Regions from separate parts of the Sus scrofa genome. Here region 1 is linked to region 2. The links are chromatin contacts, called in public Hi-C maps. All regions are on one chromosome and are shown on one strand. The core of a region is the stretch at or near the end of the contact, and the rest is flanking DNA. Distances in the headings are between cores, read along the strand shown. Region 1 holds the start of MYZAP (myocardial zonula adherens protein). Region 2 holds the start of POLR2M (protein GRINL1A).

The links. A called contact is a pair of places that touch in the nucleus more often than the background predicts.
Region 1: a Hi-C map of heart right ventricle shows a contact between it and region 2, with 2.2 times the contacts expected there. The contact joins the promoter of MYZAP here to the promoter of POLR2M in region 2. A contact is called at or near these places in 1 of 5 promoter capture datasets (liver) and 1 of 47 Hi-C or Micro-C datasets (heart right ventricle).

What each region holds. Positions count from the first base shown.
Region 1 is chr1:114,383,158-114,389,780 of Sscrofa11.1, forward strand. MYZAP (myocardial zonula adherens protein) reads right to left here and starts at 3,261. Exons shown (of 13, transcript XM_021094625.1): 1 at 3,117-3,261. The coding sequence starts at 3,191.
Region 2 is chr1:114,263,000-114,270,531 of Sscrofa11.1, forward strand. POLR2M (protein GRINL1A) reads right to left here and starts at 3,863. Exons shown (of 4, transcript XM_005659563.3): 1 at 3,592-3,863; 2 at 985-1,629. The coding sequence starts at 3,704. It overlaps LOC102160652 (a long non-coding RNA gene), which reads left to right and starts at 3,688. Exons shown (of 4, transcript XR_300957.3): 1 at 3,688-4,023.

The DNA.
Region 1 (6,623 bases), core at 2,011-4,510, 120 kb after region 2:
ATTCTTTATTTAAAGCCAATCAGACAGAAACGGGACCCAGGAGAGTAGAAGTAATGACTGGCAGGCCCATTCCAGTTTTTAACACAGGAAACATTTGCCAAATACAAAGAAATATGGGCAAGAACACTGTGCTAGGGTAAACCCTTGGCAAATTTATCATCTTACACCACCCTCGCTGAACAGCTTAAGAAGAATTATTTGGCTTCGCAAAGCAACAGGTGCCCTCCCCCACCCCAAAGCATACAACCTGGCCATACCACTGACCTTCCATTGCAAAGTCTCATTTGGTGCAATTAATGGCGTTGACGAAATTCCTTTCAAAATCATGAAGCAATGTCAATATTTTTAAAAATGTTTTCTCCCATTCTCCAAGGTCATCAATCTGTCTATGGTTATTCTCCAGCCAATTTATCTTCCTGCTGTTGCCATAGATAAAACTATTTTTAGTGCACAACTGGTTGGAAGGCAGATTTTTTTTTTTAATTTTACAACCCCTGCTGGTTGGCATCCATAAAGGCCTCTCAGAGCTTTGTTTATCAGCTGACAGAAATTACTCTCCCACCTGTTTTTTTTTTTTTTTTCCCTTGAGAGAATTCAGATAAGGAGGAAGTGCAAATTGTAGGTGGCAGCTATTGAACGAATAACTAGTGACAGTCTAGTCTGGACACACCACCCTGGGCAGCTGACTCAGAGAACTCCCTGCTCAGTGTCAGCTGTCACCTCCATTTCTGGTTGGCTTGAATGTCTGGCCCAACACATCCTGGTTCTTCTGCAGTCCCTAATTTGGTAAGCTCTTTGGATGAAACAGAAATGTTATTTTAATGGCTAACGTGTTTTTTTTTTTTCAAGACCATCACTTGTCCAATATCAGAGAAGAAAGACAAAACAATACAGAGTTTATTTAAAAAAAAAAAACTTTTAACTCCAGGAACACTTTTTCACTTTTCACTTGTTTGGCCTTGAAGTCTTACTTTCAAGACATCCTGTTCTTGTTTTTTTAAAAAAATTAAGTGTTCTGCCCTAAAGAGGTCCCATATGCCTTTGTCATACAGTATATGCCATGAGTTCCCTTAGAAGGATGATCTTTCCTTTTTCTCACCATCCCAATGACATCAATTGCCCTACAAATTTCCACTCATCCTGCAAGACTAAACTCAAATGTCTCCTGCAGGGGGAGGTCTTCCTACGATGCTTTGAGAACCTTTCCTTTTAGCTTTCATATAACCTTGTCGACACTCACTGTTACAACCATCACTTTGTATGATAGTAGTCTGTGACATTGTCTGCCCCCACAGGTAGAGTGGACCCCAATACCTAACCCCACATCGCAAAGATCTACAAACGTTTTTTAATGTATCAATCAAAGACCACAGTTCCCCGCTGTGCACACACTTATAAACACAGTACTTGCACCACTTGAAAATCATGAGCAGAGTTGGAAATCATTAAGGGACCCCTGAAACCCTTTCATGTCTTCTTTCCAGAACAAATATCTGTGTGCTCAGAGCAACCCTTCGTAGTCTAACTCAGGGCACTGAGCCCTCCAGTCCAAAGTATTTCAGTTGTCTTATTCAAAAGGCAAAGCCTTCTCAATAGTATGTTTATGGTGCCGGACACCACAGCACGTTCAACCAAAGAAATACCTGAAAGTAAGTATTTGAGGAAAAAAAAAAAAAAACTTCAGAAAGTTTATTTACTATACCCATCACATCTGGATCCACCCATATCACTCCAGCCACTGTACTAGTGCCCTGCTCTGAAGAGGGATCTAGAGAATTTCACGCAGTCTACACAGTCTGGTCCCACACATGACCCTGTCCAGGCTCAGGGGTAGCTTTTGAGTGACTTCATTCTTTCTCAATTGCAATTATGTTCCCACCGAGAAGGATTTCCATAGAACAAAGGCAAATACTCATCTTGATGTAAGGCTGGGACTGCGCTTGGAAACCCACCTGGACCTAATGGCGATATAGCTTTACGAAGCTAATGACTGGACAACCAGACTTCTGTCAAGCCTGAGTGTCTGGGGTACACACGTGCCCACATCTGAACCTATCACTTGGCCCACACCCAAGAGTAACACAGTGTCTTTCTCCTAGAGCTAAAGAAAGACAGCTCTGAAGGTGACTGCTAGTCACCTGGTTAAGATACAAAAAATCAAACAAGCACATCTACAAGACTAGAGAACAGAGAGGAGTACCAAAGGGAGCCATGGCTTGGACTCAACCACCTGTTTAGCTAAACCCCAGGGAACTAGAATTAGAGAAGTTTCAACCCCAGAAAATAGGCACGCAAATGTTAAGTACCAAATATCATAATGAATGGATGAACCAAAAAAAGGGCACGAATCAAGGCCCTGGTGGTGTACTCTGGAGGCATGGATCCTGGAAGAAATATGAAACGGGAAGGATGCAACCTGGATGTAGTTAGCATTTCTTTCACAGAGCATCTGGAGAGGTGAGAAAAGATGCAACAAAGATAGCAAAGAAACAGCTAAAGCACTTCCAAAGGGCAACCTCCTTGGAGATGCGTTCCCCTTGCTTTTTAAACTCTGCCTACGGCTGCAAATACTTAAATCAGAAAGAAGAAAGCTGTTTGCATAAATCCAAGTCCCACATCTGGGCTCCTAGGTGGCCAGCTGCTAATCTCTACTTTGTAAAATGAAGCCTGTCTTGGTTAAGCCCAGTCCATAGCAGTGTTACTCTAACATCAGTGGGGGAAAGTGGCTCTTTTTTTTTTCGTTGTGGGAAGGAGGAAAGTGTTGGTATTAAAGACATTCATTACCTTTGAGTCTCAAGATAGGAACGACGCAGAAATGTTCCCCTTGCTTTTTAAACTGGTGCCACCAATACACTTGACTTGACAGAGGAGACAGGAAGGGAGAGGAAATCTCTGGGAATTCCAGAAAGTCCCCTAAACGTTTCGAACGAGTGGGGCCACTTCAGGCAGAGAAAAGAAGGGGCTCCTCTGGAGTTGGGGCAGGACCTAAAGTTGAGTTGGGTAGGGTATCATGGCCAAGGGCCGGGTTCCCCTGTGTCTTCATCCCCAGACCCCGACAAACTGGAGGCCTGGATGGGGAAGCGGGACAGCGGTGGCTCCCAATCCCAACTACTCACCCTTCTGCTGGGCGCCCCTGGCGTCCTGGAGCCGCTGCCCGAGAACAGAGTGACGGTGGACGTGGAGCGCAGCATCCCGCAGCAGCGCTGGTGGCGGCTTGGTGTGCGCTTCTCCCGGGTGGAATAAACCCGCTGGCCCGCCCAGCTGCAGGAGGGGAGGGTGGGAGCGACGCAGGCCTTTAGCGCCAGGCGGGGGCGGGTCGGGGGCGGGGCAGGGGGCCGGGCCGGGGGAGGAGCCGGGGCGGGCCCGTTCACTTGCTGGACCCGTCAAGCTGCATTTTCTTCCTCCCAGGGCGCAGACCTGGCCAAAGTTGGCCGACAACTACCCTCCACGGTTCTGTGCCCTCCTGGCGTCAATCCTGGAGCAGAAGGAGCCCTGAACCTCCTGGACCCCAAGTTCTTTCTACAGCCTGTGGTGTCAAGGTCCACCGGCCCGTTTATCCTCACAATTCTCAGCCACCCGTCTCCACCCCTAGCTGCCCCAAGAGGCTGTGGGATCGCTGGGGACTCACCCCATGTCATTCACTCAGTATTTATTGAGTGCTTATCATGTATCCCTCCCAGCAGCCAACACAATGGACTGGCTCCTGTCCTATGGAGTTTGCAATCTGGTGGGGATACCGAGAGCTGGCAGGTGGAAGTGCTTTGGTAGAAGTGATACTCTTGGGAGCTCACAACGCAGCCTTGGGAGTTAGCCTGTGTAGGAAAAGTCCTCCCAGAGGAGGTGATGACTGACCTAAGACCTGAAATACAAGTGGAAGCAGGCCAGGCATAGAGTGTTCATCAAAACTGCTCATATTTATTCAGTGGTTCCTGAGACTCCAGCTAGCAAGTTCTTTGCATGTATCACCTCATTTAATCCTCACAACTACAGTTTGAGGTAGGCACTGTTATTATCATGTATCCCCATTCTGCAAATGAGGACATTGACTCACCAAGAGATTATGTAAGACAGCAGGGGCCCCACTGGCTGGAAAGTGGCAAAGCTGCAAACCTCACAGTATGACCCTAATGCCTTGCTTATCTGCTCTGCTGCCCCCTAGCGAAGGGAGGAGGGAATTCCAGGCCAAAAGAATTGGCACTTGCAAAGACGGTGAAAGGTTTGATGCAATTTTTTTAGAGACTGAAAATACAGTGCAAGAGGCAGATGGTAGACAAGCAACAGAAGGCCCTGGGCCAGATCATGAAGAACCTGGTGTGCCTAGCTGAAGGGTTTGGCCTTTACCCTGAAGATATATGTTTCTTAGCAGTGGAAGACAATTTCTCTATAATCATCCTTCAAAGCCCCAACACTGCCTCCCTACCAAGCCCTCCAGAGCTCTCCTGTTCTAAACACTTACACTCATGAATCTTGCGGCTCTTTGAGACCATGTGTTCTGTTAGAGTCATCTATGCATGTGTCCGTTCCTTTCCCCTGGAGTGAGCATCCTGAGGGCAAAGGACCAGCCTCACCCTTCTCTGAATCCCCAGTGTGGCACCCACACAGAAGATACTCAAGAAATGCTGCTGAACAGAATTCCAAATGATCCTAGGAGATTTTCTCCTTCTGCAGATGAGGAAACTGAGGCCAGCATAAATGTGACTTTACATAAGTCACACAGCCTGTGCTTTACCATCTCTGTCATCACCACCACTCCAGCTATGTTTGTATTCTAAGTGTTCCATATGCCTTTTCTCATCAAATTCTCACCATGACCCCCAAAGTGGTTACTGTTATCATCCTCAATTTGCAAATGAAAAAACTGAGGCCTGGGGGTATTACGTTAATTGGTGGATGGCTGGGACTAGACCTCCAGTTTTCTAACTCCAGGTCTACTGCTTTTTTACTAAACCCTTCCTGCATCCTCCCATCCACTCCCTCTTCTAAACAGAGGTCCTTCATGAGAGGTCTCTTCCTACCCTATTTCCATGCAGCCCCCTATTCTTGGGAGAGTTTTATGAGCCTGAAAGACGGGTCTGCCTCTCAATAAAAAGTGGTAAAAATCTGGCTATTGAAGCTTACATGGGTGTAATATACCTGCATGGTTATCTCAGTAGAAAAAGGCTAACAATTATTGTTGTTATGTTGTCTTAAGGAGAAAGGAAATGGGCTGCTGTTCAGAAAGAGTCAAAATAACCTGGCATCATCAATGTTTCTATTATGGCAACAACCCAATGATCACTCAAGACGGAGCCAGGGCTTGAGAGGAAGGGTGGGTCATGGATTCATTTCTCCTCTGTCTCCCCAAGTCTTTTCTATGTTATCAATACTTTTCTCACTCTATTATGGTTCATTACAAAAGCAGCAGACTACATAATCAGCTTGTGAGCTCTTGGTGGGAACTGGATTTTGTTTACACCCTGCCTGCCCAGTACCTGGAACAGTAATTGGCAAATTCTAAGTGCACAATAAATATTGAATAACTGAAGAAATATTATTAGAGAGCAATACTTCAACTCACTCATGGTCAAGCAAAACTAAAACTAAGGTCCTTGCTAACCCAGGGTCTTAGGTGACAGTCTCCAAGCAGTTTGCCAGCTGAAGCAGCCAGAGCCTCACAATTGTTCCAGCCAGGAGGATCCCCCAAACTGGCTGTCACTAAGGGTTGTGGGTGGTGTGGGCGGTCAGATGCCAGGCTCTGGCTCATGTCATGGCCCCTCCGTGCCAGGCCAACACCTAAGGAACTGCAAGAGAGAGGGGAGTGGGGAGCCCCCAGAAAGTGGGAAAGAAGGAGAAGAAGCAGGGATTGAGAAGCCAATAATGAGGTGGATCTAGCACAGAAAGGAAACAGTCAAAATGAAATCATAGTCTATGAACTGTGACTTCTATGAAAAGTTCTGGGAGAAGAAGATAAAAAGGAGGGATTGATTCTTTTTGAAAGAGGGGTCAAAGGCCAAGCATGTCCACTCCAGTCAAAAGCCCTCCTGGTCTAGAGAACTGAGAGAGGGAGAAGGTGGAGGTGGGGGGACAAGGGTGCGATTCTGGTGTGGATGGCCACCCAGCCCCCTTTCAGCATGGCCCTGGTCCACTCTGGGGCCACCCTGAGCACTGGTGACAGAGCAGTGCCACTATTAGGGCTGAAAGGAACAGACGCTATGACATAACTCCCTTAGCTGCCACCTGTTCCTATTCACAGCAATAGCCACATATTCCTAAAAGCTTTCCTAAATTTCTCTGCTGGAGCACAAGTCCATGGGAAATTCTAGAGGTCCATAACGACACCTTTCATTTTTTAAATCAATCACTGGATTGCACCTCCTTCTCCCATCCCAGCTCCTAGACTTTCCTCTCTTACCTTCCAACCTCCGCTTTTTTATTTGTCCATTCTGCTCTTTGTAGAACCCCTTCAAGCTATCAGCATCTTTAGTTGAGGGGCTTATCATGAAACATACTCCTCCAGCAAATTTCTGAGTAACAAAGACAAATCATTATTTCTTAACAGAAACAATCAGGAATTGAATCACAGAGGAGGTGAGCCCAATATCAGCAGGCTTGCTGATATTTTGTGCCCTCTTCATTCTTACGAC
Region 2 (7,532 bases), core at 2,613-5,112:
TACATTCTTATACATCTACTCCTTGACTTGATATTGTTGCTGCTCTAATTTGCATGCTGTTTGCATATAAGTAAACAATATGCCTTTCTCTTCAAAGAGCTTTTGTTTTTCCGGAGATCTCAGAAACCAAACTCTGACAAGGAACTTAGGAGCTTCCATTGCAGCTCAGCGGATTGAGAACCCAACTAGTATCCATGAGGACTCAGGTTCGATCCCTGGCCTCACTCAGTGGGTTAAGGAACTGGCGTTGCCGTGAGCTGCAGTGTAGGTTGCAAACTTGGCTTAGATCTGACGTGGCTGTTGCTGGTAGCTGCAGCTCAGATTTGACCCCTAGCCTGAGGAACTTTCATATGCTGCAGGTGCAGCCCTAAAAAAAAAAAAAAAAAAAAGACAAGGAATTTAGAAGCAGGGTTAATTTGCCCCTCCTGCCCAAATCTATTTCCAGTTTTTTTAATCCCTTCTCAGCTCCTTTCCCCTTAGAATTATACAGTTTAATGTTCTTCTAAGTGTGAAAGCCTAGCATCCTTATCTAGATGCTAAATGAGGAGCAGAATCTTTACTCTTATGCAGCCACAGCACCCGCAGCTTACATGCAATGAGCACACGAATAGTTTTTACTGAGAAGGCCCATCAGCTCCTGCAGTTGTTCTCCCCTTAGCTTATAGTCTAATCAAAAGGGAAGCTATATGCCAGAAAATGGTTTGGAAAAAATCATAATGAATTCTCTAATTCTGTGTTTAATGTGAAATATTCCCTAAGGATCCTGAAATTTAATACTCCATCTGCTTTTGAAAACCTTTCAATTATTTGGCTAAAAAACCTAAAGCATTTTCAACATGAATCCTCCACTTCAGCCAGGCTAGTTTCACTATTTCCACAATAAGCTCATTCTTAAGTACAAGCAGTTCTCACACCAAGTCCACCAAATTTTGGAGTTGAATAATTTTATGCTCCTGTGACAAGCCTGCTTCCGATGGTACTTACACATTGGTTTTAAATTTATGTGGTAGGGGCAGAGGATTTTTTGCTCGCATTTCTAACACTTCCATGTAATGAGGCTTCTTCTGTGGCCCACGCCAAAGGCCAGTCAAGTTCTCCAGACTCGGGTTTCCTTCTGAGTGATGTTCACCAGGGTCTGTAATAGTGATCCTTTGCAATCTATCAATAAACAGGTTCTCCGAGCTGCTAGAATGATCCTCTACTTGACTTGAAATGTGATGCTGAGGGAGTCGCTCACTGGCTTCAGATGAGGAAGGCACAGCGGCTCTGCTGCTGGAAGGTGGGCACTTGCTCACTGAGTGTTCGGGCTCAGGGGCCTCAGCATTGCCTCCATGAGTAGGATGGACCAGGCCCCGCTGTGAGGTTGTCTGAGACGACGTGATGGTAGCTATAGAGGAGCAGCCAGGAACTAGTGATGAAGTATCAAGTATCTGGTCAGAATTCTGGGCCGTATCTGTTGCCACATCAACAACTGTACTTGCTTTTGTCCTCCACTTACAGTCTAAATTAACGGGATGAAAGAGGTCACTTCCCCCTCTAACTTCTTCATGTTCTTCAATGGCAGCTTTCAGTTTGGCGACAGAGTCTATGATCTTTCTACCTTTGTCGGGCAATTTGCAAATGAATTTTCTGGCAAAAGGAAAAGAACAGGCATATGTGAGAGAGCCCTGTTTTTAAACTTGAGATATAAAGACAAAGAATTATTCTCAAAGGGAGAAAAGCTGATCTTTAAGTAAAAAATCTGATTTCCAACTGGCCCCAATTAGGAATGAAATAAGAGAATCATTATCCAAATACTCCCCCCCCAAAAAAAAACAAGTGGCTGCATGAATAGGAAATATGCCTCATGTGTCTCATCTAATTAGAATTTCAGCAAAAGTATTTTAAGCATATGATACTCATTAAAAGACATCCCCCAAATTAGCAATTTTTAGACGTGTGATATGCAAGACCTTCCTGGGGAGGGTAGGTAGATGGACCTGCAGGGTCAAAACTATATAACACTAAGACACTCTTTGCCATTTTCATTCTCCTTTGCTTACCATCAGCACAGGAAAGGTTTGCAGAGGCCACCTCATATGTGATGATACCACTGCTCTGAGGATTAATAGAATGTGTGTACTTGTCTTTTAAAGATGCTCACTTGTAATTCCTAAGGCAATGATAAATATCAGTAGATATACCACATATAAGACAAGAGCTCTTCAGGATGCTTAAGCGTAAAAGTAGTCTGGAGAACAAAAAGTTAATTTGCCACTTACAGATTAAAAACCCATTCTCAGAGCTCCCTTCGTGGCTTAGCAGAAAGGAATCTGACTAGTATCCATGAGGACGCAGGTTTGATCCCTGGCCTCTGAGTGGGTTAAGGAACCGGCGTTACCATGAGCTGTGGTGTAGGTTGCAGACGTGGCTCGGATCTGGTGTTGCTGTAGGCCAGCAGCTACAGTTCTGTTTTGACACCTTGCTTGGAAACCTCCATATGCTATGGTGTGGCCCTTAAAAAAAAAAACAACAAAAAACCAAAAAAAAAAACCATTCTCACGAAGTCAAAATAGTTGTCTTTACTAGGAAGCTCCCAAGTGATCACTTGTCCCTTTTGCTGAGTGATAGAAGTTCCTTTTCTGATTTTCTTTTCTTTAGCCACCCAATAAATGGGGAGGGAAAGTTACATCTCATGCCCTCTACTCTTTATGACACTATATTCATGCCCCCAATTCTAACTATTAAACATCCCTCTCCAGTTAGGATGCCTCTATTTTCCCATCCTTCTTCTCTCTTAAGCCTCATGACCACTTCTCCAGTTTTTAACCTGATAGAATCAACTTCTATCAACCCAGCTCCCCTAAGTGAAATCAACCTCAGATCTACTCCCCTCCCCAACTTTTCTATTTTTATTACTAGTGCCTCCAGTACAGGCAAGAAACTTCAGCCGTCTCTGTCAACTACACATCAAATTATTCCATATCTGATGTAATTTTCCCAATCCTACAATGACCCTTATAGTTAGTTCACTTTCTTAAACCTCCTTGTCGAGAGGCTCTCTGAAAATATTCTCCTACTGTCTTCTGCCTCTTACTCCCTCAAAACTATCCTGCACAAACCTGCTAAAATAAGGTTAAAAAAAAATCATGTTCATTATATCGATCCTCTGCTAAATTCCATTAACTCTATCATCTAAATGTTAGCCAAACTTTCTTTGCCTATAAGCCATTTTTTTAATTCCCCTCTTCCCACTTCCTGTAAAAAGAGAATCTAGAGATGAAATTGACAGGATGTTTGGGGCACGACTGGGGTGGTGGGCAAAGGCAAAAAAATTTGGGATACAGACCGTCCGTTCGGAAAACCGACACAGAAGCTGAGTACGTAAAACGAGGAGGAGCACGGGAAGCCATCCCACATGCGCTCCATGCCTGGCTGGACGCGGTCAGCTCTACGGCTGTAGGCCGGCTACTCGCCCGCGGACCTCGCAAAGAGCTGACTGTGACAAGGTCACCTTCCGAGGAAAGGATCGGGGTGGGGGAGGGGAGGGGCGCGTCCCGGCTAGCCCGAACCCAAGGAGACCGGCGGTGACTCCGCGGGACCCAGGCTTACACGTTGCGCAAAAGTCTCTCCTGGCGCTTCAACGTTTCCCGCAGCTCTGCCAAACTCCGCTGACCCAAGTCCTCGGGAGGTTGGGGCTCGAAGCCGCGAGGCAGCGAGGACATTCTGCGGGAGCTGAGGCTGGCGAGGCGGCGGGCACTCGACGTCCGCGACAGCTCCCGCTGCGGGCGCCGGATCCGCGGCGGGCAGGGACTCCGGCGAATGAGCGGGAGTCGCCATTTTCCCGGAAGAACAGGGCTTCTTCTAGCCGAATCGAGCTTTATTGAAACGCCGGAAACAAACACGGACAGGGAGGAGGGGGTGGCCGGAGGGGCGGGAAGAGGCGGGAGTTGCGGTGAGACGTCACACGCCGGCCGGGCATGTTTGGCGTGGTCAGTCTGTTACCAGTTTCAGCTCTTCGCCTGTTTATTCAGAAAGTATTTGGTGAGTGCCCCGCTCCCAACTGTTAAGGTGTTTACCGCGTGGGGGAGAGGGTCAGATGCTTATCAGGTGACAGTCAAACAATATAATTGTACGATGGGCCCTGGCATCTGAGAAGTACAAGAGGAAATCTGAGTGATGAGTTACCATTGATAATGTTGGGGAATGTGCCGGATAGGGCATGGGAGGCCCCGGCCCATGGCGTGGCCCGCCTAGTCCGAGGTTCAGTGAAGTTAGCAGATATTAACGTTGGAAGAACCTTTAAGGACTACCAGCGTTTCTTAATGAGGCTCCGGCGTTTGGAGCAGGAGTCTTCTTTTGCGGCACTGAATTAGGCATTGCATATCTGGTATTTGGCTTCTGTGCATTAATTGCTTTAGCACTCCTGAGTCCTTATAACAGTACCAAACGCATCCCACCCACTACCATCCCCAGCACGCTCATACACACAATTCCAAAGGCCCGCAAGAGGTGATGGGGTGGGAGGTGCTGTACAAGCCAGTTGAGAACCTCTCACAATTCCGTATTTTCCTGCAGAAAAACAGACAAAAACTGATGTAAGTTTTCCCAGGGCATGAAACTAGTAAGTGACAACACCAGATATTAAACTCAAAAGCCCAGCTGCTCTACCACACCAGTTTGAAAATCTTCCAAACTGTAAGAAGGTGTTTTAAGCTGTTGAGGAAAGCAATGCAGTAAGCATCACATCTAGTGCTTAGCTTCTCTTAATAGTTAAGCTAGGAGGGCTGTTTCCCAAAGGAAATAGTAGGAAGCATGCTAGTCTCACAGCATACATCACTTGGGAGGTTTGAAAAACCCCATAACCTCCAACACCAGCCTCCCCCTTCTTTGATATGGAAAATTTACATTTTCTCAGTCTTTTGTAAGGTGATATGATAAACACAAGCAATTCCCTCCCAATCAGACAGAAGCTCTAAATAAAATCGGAAACTGCTTCAGGGTGCACAGTTGAAACCGTTTTTGTGTCCTTGTAATCTGGTCCATTCTGATCAGTTTTAACTAATGTATTAACATTCTCAACATAAGGCCTGCTTTTAAGCCCAAGGATTTCACTAACCTGCTCCAGCCCTGGCTAAGTGAGAAACATTTGAGTAAGGCCTTTATCAGTTAGCTGTCCCCTGGCAAGCTCCTGCAAAACCATCATCATCCTGCCCCTGGACCTCACCTGAAGGCCTTTATTCCCTGCCATGGTAGTAATTCCTTGTGATCCTGGGCCACTGGTGCCCTCACCTTGCTTTTCTCTCAAGCCTCAGAGAAAAGGATACTTTTCTCTCAAGCCTAGGGATTTTGCCCCCAGCTGTTTTCCTTTTGTGGAAGACTGTTGCTTTTCCCCTGGCCCATTATAAATCTTAGCTCAGGTCTCATCTCCTCTCTGAACCTTCTTAAGTTATTCCAGCCCAAATTGGTCTCGGAGTATAACTAGTGATTGGACCATATGCTTCTCCAGTTGTGTTGTGCATGATGATTTCTTTTCTAACAAACTTCCGAAGTCGAGAATTGTGTTTAGGAGCTGTACTTTTCTATCTCCCTAATGCACATAGCAGGTACTAATTGGTGGAATCTCCCTCTAATCTTTCTTTCCACCTTTCGCCCTAGTCCCCTTCTTAATCTTAAACTTTTAGTGTAAACATTAACCATAATTACTATGAAGATATTTTCAGTAGTAGTAGAATGTTTTACACAACATAGCTTTGGATTTGGAGCTGACATAATAATATGAATTCTTAACAAGGAGTACACCAGCTGCCTAGTTCTCTAATCGGTAATCAAGAGGCTTAGCAAGTGAAGAAATTTGGTCAAACATTATTCTAGATGTTTCCGTAGATATTTTTTTTGGCTAAGATTAACATTCAGGAGTTCCCATTGTGGCTCAGCAGGTTAATAACCCAACTAGTATCCATGAGGATGTGGGTTCCATATCCCTGGCCTCGCTCAATGAGTTAAAGATCTGGCATTGCTGTGAATTGTGGTGTAGGTCACAGATGCAGCTCAAATTTGGCCTTGCTATGGCTGTGGTATAGACCAGCACCTGCAGCTCTGATCCCACCCCAAGCCTGGGAACTTCCATATGCCAAAGGTGCAGCCCTAAAATGCGCAAAAAAAAAAAAAAAAAAGTGGACTTTGAGTAAAACATATTGCCTCCCCCACCACCCACCGCATAACGTCAGTAGGCCTTATCTAATGGATTGAAACTCTTAAGAAAGATTGACCTCCCCTGAGCAAGAAGGAATTCTGCTAGTAGGCAGCCTTCAGACTTGAACTGCAAGTTCCTGGGCTCTCACCTGTAGGCCTACCCTGCAGTGATTATTGTGTGAGCTGTTCCTTAAAATGCATCTCTCTCTCTCATAATGGCTGATAGGACTGTGTGTAGACACAAACTCACATACTCTTGGATCTGTTTGTCTGAGGAATCCTAACAAATACAGAGCCCAGTAGTATCGTTAGAAAAATCAAGGTGTGATTGATGACCGTCCTTCAGGGTGAGAGAACTGACTGAGGAGAGGGGAGGCTCGTTTTTGCCTCGCCTCCCCTGCTATGTGCTGAGCGTGTCATGAAGAAGCAGTGGAAACCAAGTGTCATAAACAAGCATGAAACAGACTCTGTTTTCTTGTGTCTATGTGTGTGGTTTTTCATAAGCATTCCTGTGAAAATGGAACATGCTGAACTTTCAGTGAAATCCATAGCAGCCATACCTAATGAAAAATTAATCAAAACTGGTAAACCTAAGACTGTTGAAGAATGGCTGACACCTCTGTACCATTTACCAAACCTCCTTTTCCAGTCAGTTCCCCAAAAGTGCTTTCTCGGATGGGCAGAGCAGGGGGGACTGTCCCCATTGTACAGAGGGAGAGACAGGTGCTAGGACCTCCAGACCCCTCCATCACTGGGCCACTTTTGCCGGCTGCCTCATTTGTCTGTCCTTCAGTGCAGACCTTCACAAATAACTGACCGGAGCATGGGCAGTTAGGAAAGAGAAAGCAAGGGAAGGAAGAGGGATTTGGGTATGAGAAAAACAGAGTGAAGAAAGGAAGGAGAAAGGAACTGGTAGAGATGGAGACAAAAAAGTGGAAGGGGCAAAAGGGGGACCATTTCTCTGTACAGATACAAGAAAGAAGGTTTCCTATGAAGCTTTATGCTGAGGAATTCACAAATTCATTTCACTTCCAGCTCTAAAATTCTATACTTTTACAAAAGGTCACATTTCCCCTCTTTGTAATTCACTATGATCCCATTGCAACAAAAGGTTTTCCTCAGCGACCCAAGGGTTTAGGCTGTAAAGTGCATGCACTCCACACTGAAAGTAAAACTTGCATTAGTTATCCAAACTGTTTGAAATGAGGAACCAAATTTTCAGCCCATATCTCCCTCTTTATCAGCAGATAGTAATTGAAAGCCATTTACCAGGGCTGTGATTCCCAAGTGACAGACTGTAGGCTATTAAAATTAATCCTGACAGAAGATCCTTGCTGCTTTCCTTGCACATGAGGGTC